Linked DNA regions of Mus musculus: all the other regions are linked to region 5. The links are chromatin contacts, called in public HiCAR-type, HiChIP or PLAC-seq and promoter capture Hi-C maps. All regions are on one chromosome and are shown on one strand. The core of a region is the stretch at or near the end of the contact, and the rest is flanking DNA. Distances in the headings are between cores, read along the strand shown.

Evidence for each region. Promoter capture Hi-C pulls out the DNA fragments that hold promoters and counts their contacts. HiCAR-type assays count read pairs that join an accessible place to other places. HiChIP or PLAC-seq counts read pairs in DNA pulled down with a chosen protein or histone mark.
Region 1: a contact with region 5 is called in a HiCAR-type map of astrocytes, with 4 times the contacts expected there. The contact joins the promoter of Pttg1ip here to the promoter of Smarcb1 in region 5. A contact is called at or near these places in 2 of 39 promoter capture datasets (both in liver) and 1 of 115 datasets of contacts at active chromatin or transcription factors (astrocytes).
Region 2: an H3K27ac HiChIP or PLAC-seq map of microglia shows a contact between it and region 5, with 8 times the contacts expected there. The contact joins the promoter of Sumo3 here to the promoter of Smarcb1 in region 5. A contact is called at or near these places in 4 of 39 promoter capture datasets (the C10 cell line, liver and pre-B cells) and 1 of 115 datasets of contacts at active chromatin or transcription factors (microglia).
Region 3: a promoter capture Hi-C map of liver shows a contact between it and region 5, with 2.9 times the contacts expected there. The contact joins the promoter of Lrrc3 here to the promoter of Smarcb1 in region 5. A contact is called at or near these places in 2 of 39 promoter capture datasets (both in liver) and 1 of 9 other capture datasets (liver).
Region 4: a promoter capture Hi-C map of liver shows a contact between it and region 5, with 6 times the contacts expected there. The contact joins the promoter of Adarb1 here to the promoter of Smarcb1 in region 5. A contact is called at or near these places in 2 of 39 promoter capture datasets (liver and pre-B cells) and 1 of 115 datasets of contacts at active chromatin or transcription factors (pancreatic cancer cells).

What each region holds. Positions count from the first base shown.
Region 1 is chr10:77,579,661-77,583,690 of GRCm38.p6, reverse strand. It overlaps Pttg1ip (pituitary tumor-transforming 1 interacting protein), which reads right to left and starts at 2,036. Exons shown (of 6, transcript NM_145925.3): 1 at 1,764-2,036. The coding sequence starts at 1,869.
Region 2 is chr10:77,604,098-77,608,522 of GRCm38.p6, reverse strand. Sumo3 (small ubiquitin-like modifier 3) reads right to left here and starts at 2,426. Exons shown (of 4, transcript NM_019929.4): 1 at 2,182-2,426. The coding sequence starts at 2,202.
Region 3 is chr10:77,900,963-77,904,836 of GRCm38.p6, reverse strand. It overlaps Lrrc3 (leucine rich repeat containing 3), which reads left to right and starts at 2,301. Exons shown (of 2, transcript NM_145152.4): 1 at 2,301-2,438; 2 at 3,105-3,874. The coding sequence starts at 3,237.
Region 4 is chr10:77,416,334-77,420,351 of GRCm38.p6, reverse strand. Adarb1 (adenosine deaminase, RNA-specific, B1) reads left to right here and starts at 2,079. Exons shown (of 11, transcript NM_001024837.2): 1 at 2,079-2,257. It overlaps Gm17769 (predicted gene, 17769), which reads right to left and starts at 1,976. Exons shown (of 1, transcript NR_027377.1): 1 at 1-1,976.
Region 5 is chr10:75,919,939-75,924,075 of GRCm38.p6, reverse strand. Smarcb1 (SWI/SNF related, matrix associated, actin dependent regulator of chromatin, subfamily b, member 1) reads left to right here and starts at 2,462. Exons shown (of 9, transcript NM_011418.2): 1 at 2,462-2,773. The coding sequence starts at 2,681. It overlaps Mmp11 (matrix metallopeptidase 11), which reads left to right. Exons shown (of 8, transcript NM_008606.3): 8 at 1-854. The coding sequence ends at 94.

The DNA of each region.
Region 1 (4,030 bases), core at 787-3,286, 1.7 Mb before region 5:
CTGAGTGGGTCCTTGACGTTTCGGGTGAGTCGACTCAGGTCCTCAGGACAAAAAGACACACCTACATGTGGGAAAGGAATAATTGTGGAAACTAAGGAAGTGAACCTTACTCATTGTAAACCTATGAAACATGCTGCCATCTCCTGTGCCCCCAAGTGAAATGAACTTGAAAGGGCTTAAGAGTGCCCACTCTGGTGACAGAATTCAGAACTCAGAGGACATCTCGAATGTCATGTTGGGAGTACACTTGCTTGACAAAGTAGTCCTCAACACTGCACTGTTTGAGAAAAGGAGGGGCAGGACACCCCAAAAGGCATGTATGCAGTATTGAATAATACAGTTCACTAAGGCAGGTTCCTCAGGGACAGAGGGAGGGGAACTGCAGATTCCTCTACAAACTGGGGTGTTCAGTAAGGACCCACTACTTGGAGACCTGCACCAGCCATCACTGTGTCTTAGTGTTCCTAACACCACTGCAGCCCTTTTAGGGACTGTTTTCCCAAGATGAAGCTCAGAGACAGTGACTCCACACGCCATTAGTAGAGGGTCCAAAAGCCCTGTCAAAGTGTCCTCAATGTCGCAAATTTCACTCTACGGATCTATAATCTACTACAGGTTCTGTGAAGCACACAAAAAATATTTAAAGGGTGAGTTTTGCCAGGCAGGGCAAATGCTTTATGGTCAGCATTTGAGAGGCAGAGGCAGGCAGACACCTTTAAGTTCAAAACCAAGCTGGGCGTGGTGGCACACGCCTTTAATCCCAGCACTAGGGAGGCAGAGGCAGGCGGATCTCTGAGTTCAAGGCCAGCCTGGTCTACAGAGTGAGTTCCAGGACAGCCAGGGCTACACAGAGACACACTGTCTCGAAAAAACAAACAAAAAAGTTCAAAACCAGCCTGAACCCAGTCTCAAACAACAAAAAAAGGCGAGTTTTGGGATACAGGATACGGTAATGTAAATTTATGCAAATTCCTTGTAAAGACTAGCCGTTTTAAACATCAGCTATCTCCCTATAGAATGTCAAGGAGTAGAATCCTTACACCTAACACGTGGTGGTTGGTAACAGGTGAAGGTTCGTGCCCCCCCCCCTCCCCCCAGTATCGCAGCAGACACCCTTGAGACACTGGGAAGGGTCCTGGGTCTCCACAGGCTCCCCAACACTCTGCCTGGCATAAAGTCCTTACTGGAGAATCTAGCCCCAAGTTCCCCGGGGCGGCCAGGGTCAGCTCCTTTAGTCACCCTCACCAAGGTAGCAGGAGTGAGGCAGTCCCAGACCGGTCCTAGGCATACCTGGGAGCAGATAAGAAACTTAAACAGAGAGACGCGACAACTGGCAAAAGGTCACAAAGAGAAAACACACCGTGACAGGCTAGAGTGTAAAGACACCTTGAGAGAGCCTGAGCTAACAAAAATACTCTCTTGCAGCGCCTCATCAACTCTAGCGAGCGTACAAAGGTCAAAGTTGACCAAGCCTCAGTCTTGGACACAACTTGTCAGCTCCCTGATTCCCCTCAAACAAAAACAGTGCTGGAATGCAGATGGTCCCCGAGATGCTAAGCAGGTGCCGAGGCGTCGGTTCCGACTAGCCGAGTCTTTCGTGCCTCAGGGCACGACGTTAACTTCCAGCAGAGGCTGGCTGCCTTACCCAGCTTCAAGGGAGGGCGTGAGCGCAGAGGCAGCCAAGCCCGCGGGCTGGACTCCGCCCTGGATCCGACCCGGCCGCCCTCCTCCTACTCCTCGGCCCCTAGGCCCACGGGCCTTACCCACTCTCGGAGGTTCCTGCGCGGAGGCTCCGGACAGAAGCAACAGCAGCACGGCACCGAGGAGCATCACCCAGTGCGGCGTCAGCCCAAGGTTAGCAGGCGCCATGGTGAGTGCGTCGTCGGCGGGGACCTCAGGCGACTCAACTCCAACGCCGAGCTAGGATGTTTCCACAGTAAGCGCTCCGCCTCCGTAAGCTAGCCAGACGGGCGGAGCTTGCGAGTGCGCAGCCGCTGGCTCCGCCCCCTGACCTCCGCCCGCCTACGGGCGCAGCTGAGGCTTAGCACGCCTGCGCGCTGCTGGAACTGCGGGGAGGGAGCAATAACCGGAGCGTCAGAGCAGCGCGCGTGCGTAGTAGACTACTAGGCTGGGCAGTGGACAGCGAAGCTTTGCCACTTGCTCTGGAATGGAGCTGCTGGACTCTGAGGCGGGTTCTGAGGCTCAGCTGCTCTGCCTAACACAACTGCTCTGTAGCCGCCAACCCTTGGAAACCTCTGCCAGTCCTGTTAATTCTCTGCCAGAGCCGTATGCGTGTCCAGAGGGCAGGTTTTGTGGATTTACGTTAAAACAGCATCCAAGCTGTCTCGAACTTGTTACTGAAAGGCGTTTAAATCACTGAGGGAATGTGGAGGGTGTAGCTTAGATGGTAGAATTGCTTGCCTGGCAACCAATGCATGCACAAAGCCTCCGAGTTCCATCCTCAGAACCTCACAAATGAGTCGTGATAACACACACCTATCATCTCAGCACTTGGGGGTGGAGCATTGGAAGGATCAGAAGTTCAAGGTCTTCCTTAACCAATGAGACCCTGACTCAAAGAAAACAAAACAAATCCTTATTGATAGTGACTGGGGACGCAAACTTGAAGACACAGGAGCTTTGAGTAAGAGGGTACCTTCCCTGCTTGATTGTGCATGAACCAGAGACCTAGATAGCCAGACACCAAAAAGATCAATGCGGGACTCTGGATCCCAAGTTTCTCGACTCATTAAAGACCCAGACTCCAGTAGGAGTAAGCAAAATAGGATACAAGCTTGAGCCCACCAGCTTTATGTCCATTTGATACAAGCTAGTTATGACTGTAAGTGTTGCAACTCTGAAGGGAAAGGCTTGAAGCGTTCCAGCTCCACTCCTGGTGCTGCGGCAGAAGGTTTTCCCAAAGGAAGTATAACAGTTCTGCTGCAGGAGGGGGTTCCCATGGAAAGTGTCACAGGTCTGCTCTGCAGAGGAAGACTTCTCCAGCCAAAGTGTAACAATTCTGCTTTGCCAGAGGGAGGCTTTCCCCAGTGAAAGCGTTACAGCTTTACTTCGGCCAGGCAGGTTTTCCCCAGCCAAGTTCTGTTCCGGGGAAAATGTTACAGCTCTGCTAGAGAGGCTTCCTGGCAATTGGGAGCCAAGGAATACCACAAAGTCACACGACACATGAGGCACACAAGAGATTTATGGAGAGGGAAAAAAAGCAAACAAACAACAGCAACAACAACAACAAAAACAGGAGGGCAGCTAATTCTGCTAGGGTGAAAAGCAGCAGAGAACGAAGCCAAAGGCAGAGCTTATATAGGATTTCTTGGGGGTGGGGCTTCCCGTGGAGATTTCCAGGATGAGGATTGGTGGGATTTCAATTCCTGAGCTTGGGAGGACTCAGGGTCTTTGTATCACTGAGCTGGTCCAGAGCAAGGGAAGTTTAGCAGGGCCCTGGTTAGTGCAGTGCGGGATCTGGGTGGGAAATGAGTGGGACAAAGGACACGCCCCCCTCCAGTTAGTGGTCAGAGTCTCTAAGGCAAGGTTTTGTGGCCATGTATCATTGGATTGGCCAGGGCAGGGGTTCTGGAAGATGCTTTATCTGCATATTCTGCATATTCATGGTTGTGGGGGTGAGGGAAACCTTATAAGGTCAAACAAGGAGTGAAGCCTGATAACTGTAAGGGTAATATGGTGAGGGAGCCAGCTTTCTGGTGCCAGGTTGGGAGTGGGGAGGTAGCCAATGCCTGCCATCCTTGTGTTTGAGGTATCTGAGGTTGAAGATCTCTTGACCCTTCCTCCGAAACCCTAAGCCATTATAGTTTCAGATTCAGGGATTAATGGATTTTCTAAGAGTGGGATGTAGGAGGCAGGATTGTAGGACATTTTCTTAATTAGTGATTGATGAAGAGCTCAGCTGGTTATGGTACCACTCCTGGGTGGTGGTCCTGGATTCTGTAATAAAAAGCAGTCAAGCTACCTAGGACCAAGCCAGTAAGTGGCACTCCTCCATGGCCTCTGTATTAGC
Region 2 (4,425 bases), core at 1,177-3,676, 1.7 Mb before region 5:
GGAGTGGAGTTACAGATGTTTGTCAGCAGTAACATGGGTGCTGGGACTTGAACCAGGTCCTCTTAAAGAATGGCCCATGATCCTAACTGCTGTCTTTCCAGCCTTGGGAATCATTAATTAATTAGCTAATTAATATCTTATATGTACTGGTGTTTTGCCCGCATGTATGTCAATGTGAGGGTGTCAGATCTTGGGGTTACAGACAGTTGTGAGCTGCCATGTGGGTGCTGGGAATTGAACCCTGGTCCTCTGGAGAGCAGCCAGTGCTCTTAACCGCTAAGCTGTCTCTCCAGCTCTCGAGAACCATTTATTTCTAGGAAACAGATCCCTTGCTCTACTTGCAGATCAAGCTTTTTCCCTGTCCTCACGCCAGCCTTCTTTTCCCCCACGGTTCCACAGAGCATGCTCCATGGAAGCACCCTGCTTCCCAGGGGTGTCCTCAGCAACATTTTTATTCCCGGAGAGAGAGGTAGACTAGTGTCAGGAAGCTCGGGTGCAGGGTGCAGAAAGCAACCTGCCCTGCACTGGGTCCTAACAGCTTTAGGTAGGAGCATGGCTCCTTCTAGTCTGAGAAATGGTTCGGCAGGAGAGAGGCTCCATCAAGAACCTGAAGGCACACCTTGAGGCATCATCCCTTCCCCTTCCCCTGCCCACTCACTCCCAGGACACCAGTGACACAGCAGCACTGTCCACAGAGCTTGCCCCCTTCTCCAAAGGGTGGCATCCAATATGAGAAAAAGTAAAGTCCGCTAGTGAGAAGCATGAATCACTCCAGGTCCCAAGATGCTGACTTCTAACCCGGTTCCCGAAAGGATGTGTGTGTTCAAAAACAGAGACAGAGGTGAAAGGCCTCAGGCTTGCTTCCCTCCAACGGAAGGATGCCTGGCTGGGCTCTGGCCTGGAGTTCTCTAATTAGCAAGTAAATACAGAAGAAGGAGGGCTTACTCAGCACACTGACTGCCAACACCTGACACCCGGGAGCTCCTGGGTATAGGTGGAGGCCAGCATGAGCTACACAGGGAAACATTCAGGAGACAGAAACAGGAAGATCTCTTTTGAGTTTGAAGTCAGCCTGGTCTTAAACTCCAGGACAGCTTGGACCACAAAGGAACCTTGTCTAAAAAAAAAGGGGGGGGGGCCGCTGTGGGGGTGTGGAGAGAGTAAGTAACTCACTGGTAGAGCATCTGCCTAGTGGACAACAGCCCCTGGGCTGCGTCACCAAAATATAACATATAACCCTCTGTCTCCACTAACCCGAGGCAGAAGGCATGGCCACTCCAGTACACACCAGGCATTCACTTCCTGCCTAACCGCACCAAAAGGTTACAACTCTTGTTGTAGTTACCAGCTACAAAATATAATAAAGTAAGTTGTCTACTCTTGGCACAGGGCGAACAGGTGCTCATTCAATATCCGGGATGGTGCAGGCAGGACCCAAGGCTGAGCTGAAATTAAAGGTAAGGACCTCGCAGGCAAGATATTTCTGGGCTCGGCTGCTGAGCATGGTACCATGGCATTAGTCCAGATGCTTGCCCTGCTCCTGGGGTCTCTCACCTGAGCCAACACAGTGGTCATCTCCAGGCCAGTCAAGAGCACAGAATGCCAGGCTCCAACGTTTATCTCCCGTTGGATAAAACTGCCCCCAGCAGGGCAGGTGAGTGTGGGAAAACTGTTCAATTTGAAATGGGCAACCCTGGCCTTCCCACGCACCAACTGCCGAGACCACGGCGATGGAGTGGAAGGGCATGCGGCCGGGCGAACATTGGAAGCCCGGAGCGGCCAGCCTTGCTCTTACTCCGGTGCAGCTCTCACGAGCGCCCGCTGAGCCTCACGCGCAGCACCACGCGTGCAACTGTGCGCACGGCACGCGAAAGGATGGCCGCGTCAGGGAGTGAGGCCCTTGCGAACCAAGAACCAGCACCCAAGTTCCGGGTTCTCGAGCCGTGGGCGGGGCTACACCCGGGGCGGGGCTACCCCGGAGGCGGAGCCTTGGTGTGGCGGGAGGCACAGCCGGGGGTGGGGCTAGCGCGCTGCCCGGGGCGGAGTGCAATGCTGGTGGGGGAGGGGCGCGGGTCGGTGGGGGAGGGGCGCTGAGGCTCGGGCGCGGCCCCGCGGGCCCTTTTTGCGCGCGGCCCGGCCTGCGTTCCGCGGAATCTGCTGCGGCTTGCGTACCGGGCTTACCTTGGGCTTCTCTTCCGACATGGTTGCGCAGCGACGGCGGCGGCAAGCGCAGCGGGAACCGGTGGCACTGGAGCGGGCGAGTCACGCTCTCTGCCCCGCCGCTCTCCCGCCGCAACTGTCGCGGGGCCGCGCTTTATCCCTAAATCCCGGCGCGCTGGTTGGTCGCGCGGAGTCACGTGGTCGGGCGCGTGCACGAGGCGCGCGCCCCGCGCCGCGGGTGCGCGCTGGCCAGCCGCGATTCAGGACGGTTGCGAATGCGTCACGGGGCGGGTCAGGCGCCCGGGTGCGCGCAGAGCCCCGGGGACGCGCGACTCAAGGTCCTAGGCCCAGAGACCCCGGATGTGGGTGCAAGACTGCGCGTCCACGCAGGGAGGCACGGGAGGAGTGGGGGCGCTGTGTGCTAGGTCAGGACCCAGAGGAACGTTTTGGCCCAACCAGTAGCCTCTTCACCACCCACATTTGGGGACTTTTTCTTATATGCAGGCTGCATTTGGGTAAGAGAGGGCAAAGAAACTCAGGCTAACCCTTTCAGGTGGTCCGGAAGACGAATAAGGAGGTTACCAGGCATGGTTTATGGACCACACACTCCTGGAACAGGCCTCTGGCCTTTAATTTGAATGTCACAGGAGGGCTCATGTCTAGAAAAGGCATCCTTTGAGGACACAGAGGATGGCTTCTGTTGGCCCAGAAAGCCAGCACATGCTCCCATTTCATCTTTTTTCATTTGATTTCCTGGATGGGGTGGACCAGCCTCCACAAGGGCCATTCCCAAGATGGCTCTCCAGAAGGACAAGCTCTTCCCCTTCATTCTCACTATCTAGCTGCCTTTCTCCCTCCTTACGTAGTCCCAAAGTAACCACTAGGTGGCTTGGGTGGGTGAGAGTGACAGGCACAGAAAGCTTCCCTTCTGACCTACCATTTGCTGTTTCTGGAATGCTATTGTGGACACTAATAACCCATTTTACACAGCACACCAAGATGCCTAGAAGTTTAATAACATGCCCAAGGAGTCAACTAGATAAGCAAAACAAGGGAAGCTTGAGCTGGAAGATCCATCGGGAGCCCTGGCTAAGGGGTCAAGAGTGTCCTTTCCTTGTATCTTGGCGTGAGTTTTTAGAATGCAGCCCACAGGCCCTCTGTGTCTGTCTGCTAACACCTGCAAATCAGGCCAGTCAGGGCTGACACAGTCACCCACAGTCGTCTCAGGAAGGTGTTGATTGGCCGTGTTCCAGGACCACACAGCAGCCTCCAGAGAAGTGGCGCTCTGTTTGACAGAAGTATGTTTCTGTTCCAAGGAAGGGCCAGCAGACAAGTATCCCCACTTCCTGGTAATACTGCAAAGCTACTAAGCCAAGTGTCTGTGAAGCCAACCTTTTTTAGCCTTTCCCCTGTACACATGACCTTTCTTCGAGAAGTTTGTCAAGGTCTTCCACAAGGACGCATTTGGAACTCATCCCACACCCAGACCAGACCAAGGTATGGATTTTCCTCAAATACAGATCATGGTCATCCTTAGCTGAACATATCTCTGGAATGTCCAGCTCAGACTGTGTAACTGGGAGACAGGACTCCAGAAACCAGGCTGACTGAAGCAGTTGTTGGAGATCAGAGCACACCTTCCCTCCACTATTAGCTGTGAGTGACTCGGGGCAGGCAGTGTTCAGACCACAGTGTACCACCAGCTCTAAGATGCCAAGCATTATAAAGTGTTGTATTAACAGTTTATAGGATACAAGAATCAAACCTGAGGGTCTGTGGCTGAGGGCATCTGTTACCAAGTGATCGGAGAACAACACGTGCAGCACAGGATGGATGAACTCGGCACCTACGTGAGCTGCAGCAAGAAACAGCCACACTGCGATCCATTCACACCATATGATGACCCATTCACACACTGAAAGCCTACCATTATGCAAAGTGAACAACCGGTAACAGGAAGATGCTCACTCGTGTGTATTTCAAAGCCTGTTCTTAAGATATGTGTATGTCTATGTCTATGTCTATGTGTATATGTAAACAGAACACTCCGTTTTCCCAAAGGACCTGAGTTTGGATCTCAGCGCCCCTTCTCCAGGACGTCTGGCACCCTCTTCTGGCCTCTATAGGTACTGCACTCACACACACCTACCCATACACAGAACACATACACACACCTTTTTTTTTTTAATGTTGTAAGGAGGCCCCTTGGGCATGGATGAGACCTTAGCATGACTTTGGTTACCTGAGAAGAGTGGCTTGCCTTGC
Region 3 (3,874 bases), core at 1,052-3,551, 2.0 Mb before region 5:
ACTGTTGTTCTGAGTTGATCGATACATATCTCTCCCAAACTGTCAGAGAGGAAGCACAGGGCACGGGAGGGGTCCTGCGTGAGAACAGTGACAGTCACATTCATGGACACTGAAAGCCTTACAGGGGTGTCTTATGAATGCTTTTATGCTGACCACTGCAGTAGCTTGGGGAGGGGGGGAACAGAAACTTTCTTGAGTGATACAAAACATAAAGCTAAGGGGGAAAATTCGGCACTTGTAAACACGTTAAATAATTCAGCTACCATACAAAGATAATAACATCAAAACTAAGTTGCTTTTATCCCCCAGCACAGGCCAACTTAACACTTGAAGACTAGTTGCTATAATCCAATGGTAACAGACTTACAAAAACAAAACAAAACAAAACAAAACAAAACAAAAAAACCAACTAGGGCTGAGAGATAGCTCAAGGGTTAAGAGTACTGACTGCTCTTCCAGAGGTCCTGAGTTCAATTCCGAGCAATCACATGGGGGTTCACAACCATCTGTAATGGGATCCGATGTCCTCTTCTGGTGTGTCTGAAGATGGCTACATTAAATAAATAATTATATATACATATACATAATCCAACAGCCACTTCTAACTATATATATATATATATATATAATATATATATATATATATATATATATATATATATTCTCAGCAACTAGAGATGCTCCTCTCAACAACAGACCGAATGAACTGTTTACCATGTCTCACATTACTTACCCAGATCAACTCCAAACCAAGACTCAAACGCAGATCGTTACATCCATAAGACCCTGTGGCTTTTTCCCTAAGACAAAGACAACTTACGTAAGATACCTCAAAATCATTTTCCACCAGAGAAAGAAGATCGCTGAGTTAGATTCTCTCAAAATTAAAAAAAAAAAAAAAAAAGAAGAAGAAGAAGAAAGAAAGAAACCAACTGTGGGGAAAACTGTCAAGAGAATAGAAAGACAGTTCACACAGACCAAGAAACAATATTTACAAATTATGCATCTGATAAGGAGGGTGTTTCCAGAGAACTCTCACAACTCAAAATTAAAGAAAACAAACGACTCATCGAAAAGCAGAGAAACGGAGCAGACAGGAAACAAAGAAGAACACACCATAAGCCTCTGGAGTGACACAGACCCGTATTACAGCTCAAGCCACCGTTCCACACCCAGAGTGTTAGAGCCACGGGCCCACCAGGAGCTGTTGGCTATGTGCCTGTGTTGTCAGTGGGGTGTAATAAGGAGCCTACCCTGCTCCAGACACTGCCATTCAGGGTATGCACCCAAGGCTGCTGCACAACGCTCCCATGGCCCTTCCGTTAGAGTCCCAGATTAAAACCCAGCCGGAGCCGAACAGGTTACAGTATAGAAACTGGCACAGTGGACCTAGGGAGCCACTCAGCGTGGTGAACCACGAAATAAGGAGGCGGAAAGATAAAATGATAGGAGGCCATTTATGGAAGTCGTGGGAAACGCAGACTCCACGGAGGAAGACAGGTGACAAAGGAAGACTGGGGTCCTCCTGAGGCCGGTGGTGATAGGTTCCCGGCTGAGGATCAGGTCCTGCGTCGACGCTCCCATTTGCCTTTCTATGGTGACCTTAGACCTGAGACTTGGGGTGAGGGGCGTCAGTCATGCGGTGGGGCTGCTCAGGGCGGGGCTTGGCCACGTGGCACGCCCACGGACCCTTCCCTTACCAATGCCCTAGAAAGCCGGTACCTAAACCCGCCCACGCCCCTACAGGCCCCGCCCACATCCCGCCCCAGTCAGTGCAGTTTACATATCAGGCCCCGCCCCTCACATAAACCTCGCCCATAACCCTGTGCACCCCTCCTTGGGCTCCCCCCTCGGTGTTCGCCCCGTAGGATTTTATGAACTCTGTTTAGCTCTTTCTTACGCAGGCCCCAGCCCCTACCCAGCCCCTCACCTATCTGACCCTTCCCCTTAAGGCCTTGGCCCTCCTCAAATAGGACCCTCCCCTCCCCAGCCCCTCTTCCCCGCCTCTCGCACGGGACAGCCCTTTAGAGACCCCGCCCCTCAGCACACAGACCACGCCCTTACCTGGCCCCTCCCACCCACAACATGCTAAGCCCCGTCCCCCAAAGCACAGAACACCAAGGTCCCTTACTAGGACCCCTTTTCACCGGCGCCGTCCTTATCGCAAGGCCCCTCTCCACCTATTCCTCCCCTCCCAAAACCCTCTCAAGGCCCCGCCCAACACACAAACCCCGCCCCTCTGGCCTCAGCCCCACCCTGCCCCTCCTCTTGCCGGCCCCTCCCCTATAGCAAAGGCCCCCGCCCCTCCCGCCATGGCTTGCCCGCCTCCCTTCTTTACTGGCCGCTCGGTGGGCACGGGGCGGGTCGCCGCGGCGCCGGGAGGACTCTGGTCAGGCTCCGGGAAGCTCGGAAGGCGCTGAGCAGCGGCGGCCGCTCAGGTAAAGCCCCCATCCGCCCGCGTGGCCTCCCACCCGCGGAGCTCCACTGTCCCTGCTTTGCCGCCCTGCTCTCTGCTGCCGCTCCCTGCCCAGCCGGGCCGCACGCAGGGGGCTGCTTTTTCTCTCCGGTGTCTCCAGCGCCTCAGGCATGAAGCTTCTGCTTCAGGGTGCGCGGCGAGCTTTATTGATGACCGCGATCTTTAAGGTGTCACAGGTAGCCGAGTGCTTGGGGACAAACTGGTGAACGCGGCCACTTGCCCCGCCCGACCTGGCTCGCACAGATCGAGAGGGAAGACCTCCGCCAGCACGCGCCTAGAGCTGGGGGATGGGGAAGAGATGGATCCTTGGGCCTCCGCCCAGACTTGTGTCCCCAGCTATGGGTGGGTGACCAGAGGCTAGGACAGGGTTCTGTAACTGCCTAGCTAGGGCCAGTCTCCAGCCATCGGTCAGCCCTAGATGTCTTACTTAGCTGGGAGGTGCCTTCTCTGGGTGGCCTTGGGAATCTTCTAGAGTAAGTTACAAAGCAGGTATGTTTGATAGCCCGGAGCCCTGCCTCAAACCTGATATGCCTACGATTCCTTTCCTCCCTGATCCCGTCCTCCCAAATTGAATTGAAATGTGCAGTGGCGGTCACCCTCAGCTCCCTTTCCTCTTTTTTTCTTGTAGAACTGAGATCACTAGGCTCTTCAGCAGGCGAAGACACAAGAGTTTGTGTTGGATGACTGCCTGCAACGTGAGGAAGGACAGTCGCTTGCACATCCCAGTGGAGAAGAGCTACCTGGGTCAGGTGGAGGCAACATGGGCCCCAGGGGCAGGCAGAGCCCCTCAGCCACACTGGCCCCCTCCCAGGGGTCTTGCTTCTTCATCCTCTTCTGCTTACGGTTAGGTGCCTCCTGCCCACAGGCCTGCCAGTGCCCTGACCATGCTGGGGCCGTGGCTGTCCATTGCAGCTCAAGAGGGCTGCAGGAGATCCCTAGGGACATCCCAGCCGACACGGTGCTTCTGAAACTAGACGCCAACAGAATCTCCCGAGTCCCCAATGGAGCCTTCCAACACCTGCCTCAGCTGAGGGAGCTGGACCTGTCCCATAATGCCATTGAGGCCATTGGGCCAGCAGCCTTCTCAGGTCTGGCTGGGGGCCTGCGGCTGCTGGACTTATCCCACAATCGCATCCGAAGAATTCCAAAGGACGCCCTGGGCAAGTTGAGTGCCAAGATCCGCCTGTCCCACAATCCACTGCACTGTGAGTGTGCCCTGCAGGAGGCCCTGTGGGAACTAAAGCTGGACCCGGACTCCGTGGATGAAATTGCCTGCCACACCTCAGCGCAGGAGCAGTTTGTGGGCAAGCCGCTGATCCAGGTCCTGGACTCAGGTGCCAGCTTCTGCAGTACCCACCGGAAGACCACCGATGTCGCCATGCTGGTCACCATGTTCGG
Region 4 (4,018 bases), core at 830-3,329, 1.5 Mb before region 5:
CCTTTGTAAGCTGGCCCTGAGAAATGTCCAGCTCACAGCTTTTTAGCTTTCAAGCCTGAGCTGTTGCCCTGGTCGATCAGTCTTTAGGTGTGTGTTCAATAAACCAACCTGACTGAATCGGTGTTCATGTGGTTTGTGTGGCGACTCCTGAACTACTGATATATATATATATATATCCCAATTCACATTTGTATGTGTTATGATTCCTAAGACTCCGCCATCAAGTCTTTCTGGTCACCAGTGATGGACCAGATTTCAGGTGGATCAACATCTTTCCTATAGATGGAATGATCTGTCCAGTTTCACAGCTATGTGTCATAGTGGGTTTGCAAAGTTCAAGTCCAACATACCTGCTCCTTACATTGAACTGCCTCCCAGTTATGCTATTTTCTGGCATCCTGACCTGTTCTACTTCCAGACTATGAAGATGAAGATATCTTTCTAGCCAATTAACCCATCCATGCATATGACACCACCAGACAGATACCTGGAGGCTGTCAAAATGTCATTTTCTAGCTTCTGTTTATGTGCTCTGTTATCTTCACTTCAAGCTAGTTTTTTTGGCAGTGTACACAGCAGAGAAAGAAGGTCATTCCACTTAATCCTGGTTGAGACCGCAGAGTTCTGTTTTTGCTGTAACAATCCACAATGAACCAAAGATCTATCAAAGCGACCATCTCAGATGAGCATACTTCCTTTGTCCAGATCTCTGTCTCTCATATGTACTTGTGTCAGATCAGCATCTTCAATTCAGTCAATGAGTCACAGGAACACAGGTGATGTGCACAGGGGATGAAAAGGCTGGAACTTGCTCTCTTGTGGCCAAACCACAGCCATTATGAGAAGCAACGAGAGCTAGCTTACTAACAGTAGGTAACACATGACATAAGGGAGTGAGGTCATCTATGAAGCAGAGATGAACCAAACCAGCTGAACACTGCATAAAAGCTGCTATTCATCAGACTTACAAACCATGACTTTAAGTTACTAAGTTCTGGGGTAGTGTGATACCTAGAAACAGACACATTTGTCCTTGTGCACATACTTGTATGTGAAGCTTGACATCCTGGTAGGTGTTCCAAGAGTGATGATCTCTACTTACTTGCCAACAAGTGCACCCGTAGGCACTGCCTGGTGCCCACCTTTTAGGCAGGCTGAAGAATTCATTGAGTGGCTAGCTGGTCCAAAGGACATGTTTTTGTGATGGAAGCAGATGTGGACCGGCTACAACACTACTCCTGTGGTCAGTTCATGCTTCCGATTCTGGACCTCTCCAGGCCCCGTTCTGGGCATAGCACCCCAGGTTAAGACAATCTGGCGAGGAACCACACAAGTTGTTGACCACATCTTGGATGCTCGACACAGTACTTTACCTACCTGCACTTGTCTTTTACTAGACCTTTTTCTTTTTAAACAAACGTGGAAACAGACAATGCAAGCACAAGACACATCTGGTATGCCTAAGAGGTGGCAGAGCCTGAACTTGACCCTGGGGTCTAGGTTAAAAACCGGCCATCATTTCTAGTGACCACCAGTAGACACCCTGCTTCACAAAATCATGTCCCTGCTCCTCTCCCTACTTATTTTCAAGGTCTACGGAGGTGGGTGTCAGTGGCCAGGGCCAGCTCTCAAAACTGGACGAAGGCCCAGGGACGATTCTTGCGGGATGCCAGGGTACCACGTACGGGGTGTAGTAGGTCTTCAAGCGGCGGTCACAGTCGCACTTCAGTGGCTTCGCTCTGATTTTCCCTGCCCCATTCCCAGATCCCACAGGATCTCTAGGATCCTTGGTCCCACCTGTCCCCTTAGGTCCCATCCGAGGCTCCTGCCCGCGAGTTCGAGAACCCCGCCCCCGTCGATCTTCTCGGTGCGTGTCGGAGGCTCCCTTCCGCTTCGAGTCTCCCTAGCGACGCACGACCTGTTTTGGTTCTAACCGCTAACCCTCGCAGTTCCCGCCGCCGCGAGCGAGTCCGGACGTCGGCTCCGGGCAGGAGGCGCGCACGTCAGCGTGGAGCGCTGGCTCCACCCCTGCAAGCGAGCACGCGCGCGCGGCTGCGGCGGCTGGGGCGGGGCGAGCCGAGGGGGCGGAGCCGCCGGCGCCGAGGCTAGAGGCAGAGGCTGAGGCAGCGGCTGAGGCTGAGGTGGCTGAGGCTGAGGCGGCGGCGAGGGGCTCCTAGCTGGGGCCGCGGGGCTAGCCGAGGCCGCCGCAGCGCCCAGAGCCAGACGCCGGCAGCCCGCGGGCGCAGCGTGAGCGGAGGTAAGGCGGCGGGGACGCGGGCGGCCGCGTTTATGTAAGCGCGGGGCAGGTGGCTGAGGCCGCGCAGCGCCGGCGGCCGCGGACCTGACCACCGACCCCAGACCCTATGGTGCGGGGCCCGGGCCCGCGGCGAGCTGCGGGGTCCCTGGCGCATCCCGGGCGGCGCGCGGAGGGCGGGCCGCGGTCCTCTTGGATGCGCTGCGCTGCAGGAGGAGGCTGCGCCCAGGACGGCTCGTCCGCTCCTGGAGGCGCCGCGTCCGCGTGGGATGCGCTGCGCCGCGGCGAGCCGACCGTGCGCCTCTCGGACAGGAGGTTGTGCCCGCGGAGAGGACCCTGTACTCCAGGGAGGGGACCTGTGCCCATCAGAGAGGAGACTGCGCCCGGGGAGGGGAATGGTGTACCGGGCGGAGGGGACCTGTGCTCCGGGGAGGGGACCCTGTACCCCGGGAAGGGACCTTTACCCAGCACAGGGGACACTGCACACCGGGAGGGGGACCTTGTGCCCTGCAGAAGGAAAGCTGCGTCCGGGGATGGGGACCCTGTATCCTAGAGAGGGGACCTGTGCCCTGCAAAAGGAAAGCTGCGCCCTGAGAAGAGACACCCTGTGTCACTCTGAATCTGTGTCCGGGGATGGGGACCCTGTGCCCTGCAGAAGGGACCATGTGCTTGGTAGAGGAAAGGTTGAGCTCTGTATTCTGCAGAAGGGACCAGTGCCTAGCAGAAGGGAGGCTAAGCTCAGGCTGGGGGGTGGGAACCCTGTGCTCTGAGGAGAGGAAGCTGCACCAGGGGATGGGGACTTTGTGCCCTGCAGAAGGGACCATGTGCTCCGCAGAGGCGAGACGGCGCCCAGAGGAAGGGCACAGGGAGGGAACCCTGTGCCCTGCAGAGTATACTCTGAACTCCGAGGAGGGAGACCCTAACCCTATATCCCACAGAGGGAAAGCTACGCCCAGTGAGAGCATCTTGTGTCCTGCAAAGGAGACACTGCGCTCCCACGGGGTGGACACCGTAACCTAGGTGAGGCAGGCTGCTTTTTTGGTGGTCCATGCCCCTTCCGAGGGCTCAGAGCCCACATGGGCGCCGAGCGCCTGGGAGACGAAGTTCCGAGTACCCAGCGCGAGTACCCAGCGCGTCTGCTGTTTGTGGGAGCCATCTGGGACATTAGGGGTTGGAGGTGAATTTTGACGCGCACACATAGGCAAGAGGAAAATCACTGTGTGGTGTCTGTGTGCAAGGGAAATGTCAGATGGGGCTGTGGACGCTAGACTAGTGGCGCCGGAGTCGCCTTTGGAGGACCAGAAAAGTGTTCCGTTCGGGATTTATGAGGGGGATATCCGCACTGGAGTGTCTGGTTGGAGGTCAGTGTTTTCACCTAGCAGGTTTGGGTTACTTCTGATGAGGGCATCCTTTTTTTTTTTCTTTTTTTGAAAATCATTTATTGTATTCCATTCTGGAAGTATAACGAAAAGAAGCCCGATAGCAAACTTGGTCTTTTTACTGGTAGGTGCGGTAATTAAGATGATCAAACATTAGTTTTTACTGAGAATAGGAATAATGTATTAACCCTCTTTGTTCCTTTGAAAGGAAGCTGCATTTTTCCAAACCTGTTTTTGTCTCAAGACAAAACTGTTTGTAAAAGCCAGCTGTTTTTGTTTTTTGTTTTTTCTTTCTCCGGGGATGGATGAAACTTCTTTACCCTTCTTCCTTGAGACAGTTCCCTGGAGGGAAAGAGAGAAAAAAAAGGAGGCAGAAGGTAGGTTG
Region 5 (4,137 bases), core at 1,213-3,712:
TGATCCCGTGAAGGTGAAGGTCCTAGAAGGCTTTCCTCGCCCCGTAGGTCCTGACTTCTTTGACTGTGCTGAGCCTGCCAATACTTTCCGCTGACAACACTTTGGATGCATTCAGGGGTACTGACTCCTGCCAGGGCACTTAGATCATGTAAGAGACCCACAGCCATATCTGTGGCTCTGGGCTTCAGGCATGGGACAGACAGGGCCTATGTCTCCTCAGGGGAGTGGGTTGGGGTGCAGCCACTGTTTGTAGGAACGACCATGCTGGTCATGGTCACCTGCCAACAATTGTCTCAGACTAGGCAAAGGCTTTGGTGTTACTTAAAAATAAGGGAGGTTTTGGGCTGGCAATATTTCAGCTACCAATAATCCACAGTCAGCCTGGTTGCCCAAGGTCTCCATCTCTGTCCCTCAAAGTAGAACCCCCACACAAACTCAGGAATCACCTGCAATGAGGTTCCTGTTGGGAGTGGTGTTGGTAATGAGATGCCCAGGGTACCATGCTGCCCCTGCTAAGCAACTGGACCAGTATCTTTCCTGGTAAGTCAGCTCTGGAGAGATAGTGAACTGATCATATTCTGGCAGGTGATTCAGACAAGTGCTTCCTGGAACTCAGGCCAAAAGGTACACAGCCAGCCAAGGAGGCAGCTGCTTCCTCCCAGAGACACGGAACCTCAAAGGCCCCACATACCTCACAGCCTTGCCCCAGGCCATTTCTTTCTGGGGCCCTCTTCCTAGCACAGGTACCCTCTAAGCCATGTACATGTGTATACAGTGTATAAAGACTTTTTTAAAAAAACAAAAAACAAAACCCAAAAAAGCCAAGACTGTCATTAAACATGAGTGTTTTCTAAGCGCCTGTCTGTTTTTCTTTGCAATTTGCAGTCAAGATTTGGGAGTAAGGGTTAGAGCCTTTGTGCCCCAAGACTGTTTCCCTGGGGCTAGGACCCATATTTAGAGTCTCTCCTGTCCCATTCCTGAACAAATAGAGGTATACCCACAGTGGCTTTCTAACTGACTGGCTGTCTCAGCAAAAGCAGTATCATTTTATCAGATCATGCCTAACTACTGGGGGTGGGAGCTGAGGGAGGCATGGTCTCATTATACATCCCTGACTGTCCTGGGACCCACAGAGGTCTGCCTGCCTATGACTCTGGAGTTCTGGGATTAAAAGTGTGAGCCACCCCTGGCCCTTAACCCTCTGGTTCCCATGGCTGTGAGATCAGTGGGCAAACTCCTGGTTACCACAGCCTTTCCTAGTTCTTTAACATCTCCTTCATCATGACCCCAGTCACAATTGCAGTCTCATTAGACTGACCCTTATGAAGCTGGCCACTGTTTGTCCTGCTGCTTTCAGAGAAGTGTTTGTATTTTGCACATCCCACCATGCCCCCACCTCCCCTACACTAGGTTGTTAGTCCCTTTGCTCCCATACACAATGTCACTTTTACTTTAATGTTCTGTGGAATACATATTTTATGTATCTAAGGAAAATCTAGAAAGCACAAATGAGAGAAAACGTATTTGTCTTTCTGAGACTGGCCTGATTTGTTTAATATGATATCTTAGTTGCATCCATTTTCCTGAAAACAATGTAATTTCACTTTTGTGGCTGAAAAACAAAAAACACATGTACACACATTTCACACTCTTTTTTGTTTTCTGGGACAGAGTTGCTCAACATATCCCTGACTGTCTTGGAACTGAAGCTAAAAGCTTGCACCACCACACCCAGCCTAGACTACATTTTCTTCATCCATTCCTCTATTGTTGAATAGCTACCTAGGCTAGGCTATAACTTAAGCTCCTGTAATAGTGCTACAATAAACATTAAACATTTTGGAGTCACGGCTCTGTTCAACAGGGGGTGGACTGCTTGGACACGTTCCAGAAGCACTGTCTTCTCTCGGGGCTGTTATGCCCCAAGGCGGGCAGAGGCACAGACCAGGGCTGGGCTTGTGGGCACCAAGCTTGCAGAGGTAAGGAAGGAATGCAAGTGCCTCCTCCCGTTCATCTGGCACATCACCTAGATCTTTGAATAGTACCAACCTCCATCCAGTATTGTCATTCTTCCCATCCCTACTGCCTCGGGAACTGCTGTTGGCCTGGAGTGGATAGCTAGCTATTCCTAACGCACTTTCGGGTGGAAAACCTGAGGCGCTAGCGTGGGGTCGCCATGCCCACCCAGCTTCCCTCGGGCTTCCAGATAGAGCGGTCCTTCTCCTCGCTTAACGTCTCATTTTTTTCCTTCATCCCGGGGCGGAGTGCCAGCTCTGGCTATGCGACTAGGAAAGCTACCGCCTGAGTCAGGGCCTCAGTGGCTATTTCGGTCGCTGAGAGGTTTTCCTCCTTACCCGCCCAGGGAGGAAGCCTAGGAAGCAAAAAAGAACTCGGGTCCCTTTAAGGGCTTGCGGGAACGCGCTCGGCCTTGAGTCGCGCAGGCTGCGGCGCGCACGTTAGCGTCAGCTTCTCCACGCATGCGCACCGAGGGCGGCCTGCTCGTTGCAGAGACGGCCAAGGAGCCCAGTAGTGACACGAGCGCTCGCCCGGTTCGCCCGGCTTGCCCTGCCCGACCTTCACCTCCAGGCCTCCGTTCCTTTCGGTCCGACGCGCCTCGGCCCCGCCCTAGCCCACCGGATTCTTTCCAGCTCGACCCCGGCTGCCGGTTTCCCCCGCCGCCATGATGATGATGGCGTTGAGCAAGACCTTCGGGCAGAAGCCCGTCAAGTTTCAGCTGGAGGACGACGGGGAGTTCTACATGATCGGCTCCGAGGTAGCCCGCGGCGCGTTCTCGGCTTCCCGGGCAGCGGCTGGCCGGCTCGAGTCCCGGGGCGGGCTAGTGCTCCCCGAGAGCGCGCCTCCATTCATCGCGGAGGCGGGCGCGTGCTCGCAGCTGGGGCGTGGCCTGGTGGGCGTGGCCGGTCCCGCCTGGACCGTCCTGGGTTTTCTTTACCCACTTAACGTTGTTCAGACCCTAAGCATCTGTCCTAGCTTAGAGCGTCGAGCCGGTACACTCTAGGCAGATGGGGAAAGGATGTTCGGGAAGCCCCTGGGCGCTTGGAAGTGGAGGTGCAACACTGCCCTTGAACCCTTTGGCAGCTCTCGTGCACCCCACTGCCCCGGTCTCGAAATCTCTACTTGTAAGCCCGAAGCTTAGGAAAGCCTCTTCCCCTTTGTGTTGTTGCTTGCGAGGTGGACTGCAGAGAGCTTTTATGATGTTTAGAAAGTGATTGGACATGTTTGCTTTTGAGTGGATTGAGGCCCTGAGGTCGGAAGCACTAACGTTTTGGAGATCAGTGAACTAATTTTGAGTTTTTATAGGGGATAAATCTGAAGGGTCGCTAACCCAGAACCCAGAGCTAGAAGAGACAGCTTCTGTGCAGTCAGGTGGACAGGGTTCCTTAGGATCGCACCTGTGCGCCAGCCACTACCCTTTTCACAGGGGTCGCATATCAAAGATCCTGCATATTAGGTATTTACATTATGATTCGTAACTGTAGCAAAAATTAGAGTTATGAAGTAGCAACGAAAAAAGTTTATGGTGGAGGGGGTCATTACAACATGAGAAACTGTATTAAAGGGTCACAGCATTAGGAAGGTTGAGAACCACAACCTTAGAAAATCCCTTCAATTAACCCTAGAGACCAGCCAAATCTTTGTGTTTTTTTGTTTTTTTTGTTTTTCTTTTCTTTTTCTTCTTCGAGACAGTTTCTCTGTGTAGCCCTGGCTGTCCTGGAACTCACTCTGTAGACCAGGCTGGCAGAAATGTGCCTGCCTCTGCCTCCTGAGTGCTGGGATTAAAGGCGTGTGCCACCACTGCTCAGCTGAAATTTCTTTCTTTCTACCTTTTTTTTTTTTTTTTTTTTTTTTGGTGCAGATTGTCTATCTCAAACTAACTTCATTCCATCTAAGGGCAACCCCCAACCAGTTTATGTCTCTCCTCCCCTCCTCTCTTTCTTTCTTCCTTCCTTTTCTTTTCTTTTCTTTTCTTTTCGATTTATTTATTTATTTATTTATTTTATGTCTATGAGTACACTGTAGCGGTCTTCAGACACCCCAGAAGAGAGCATCAAATCTCATTACAGGTGGTTGTGAGCCACCACGTGGTTGCTGGGAATTGAACTCGGGACCTTCAGA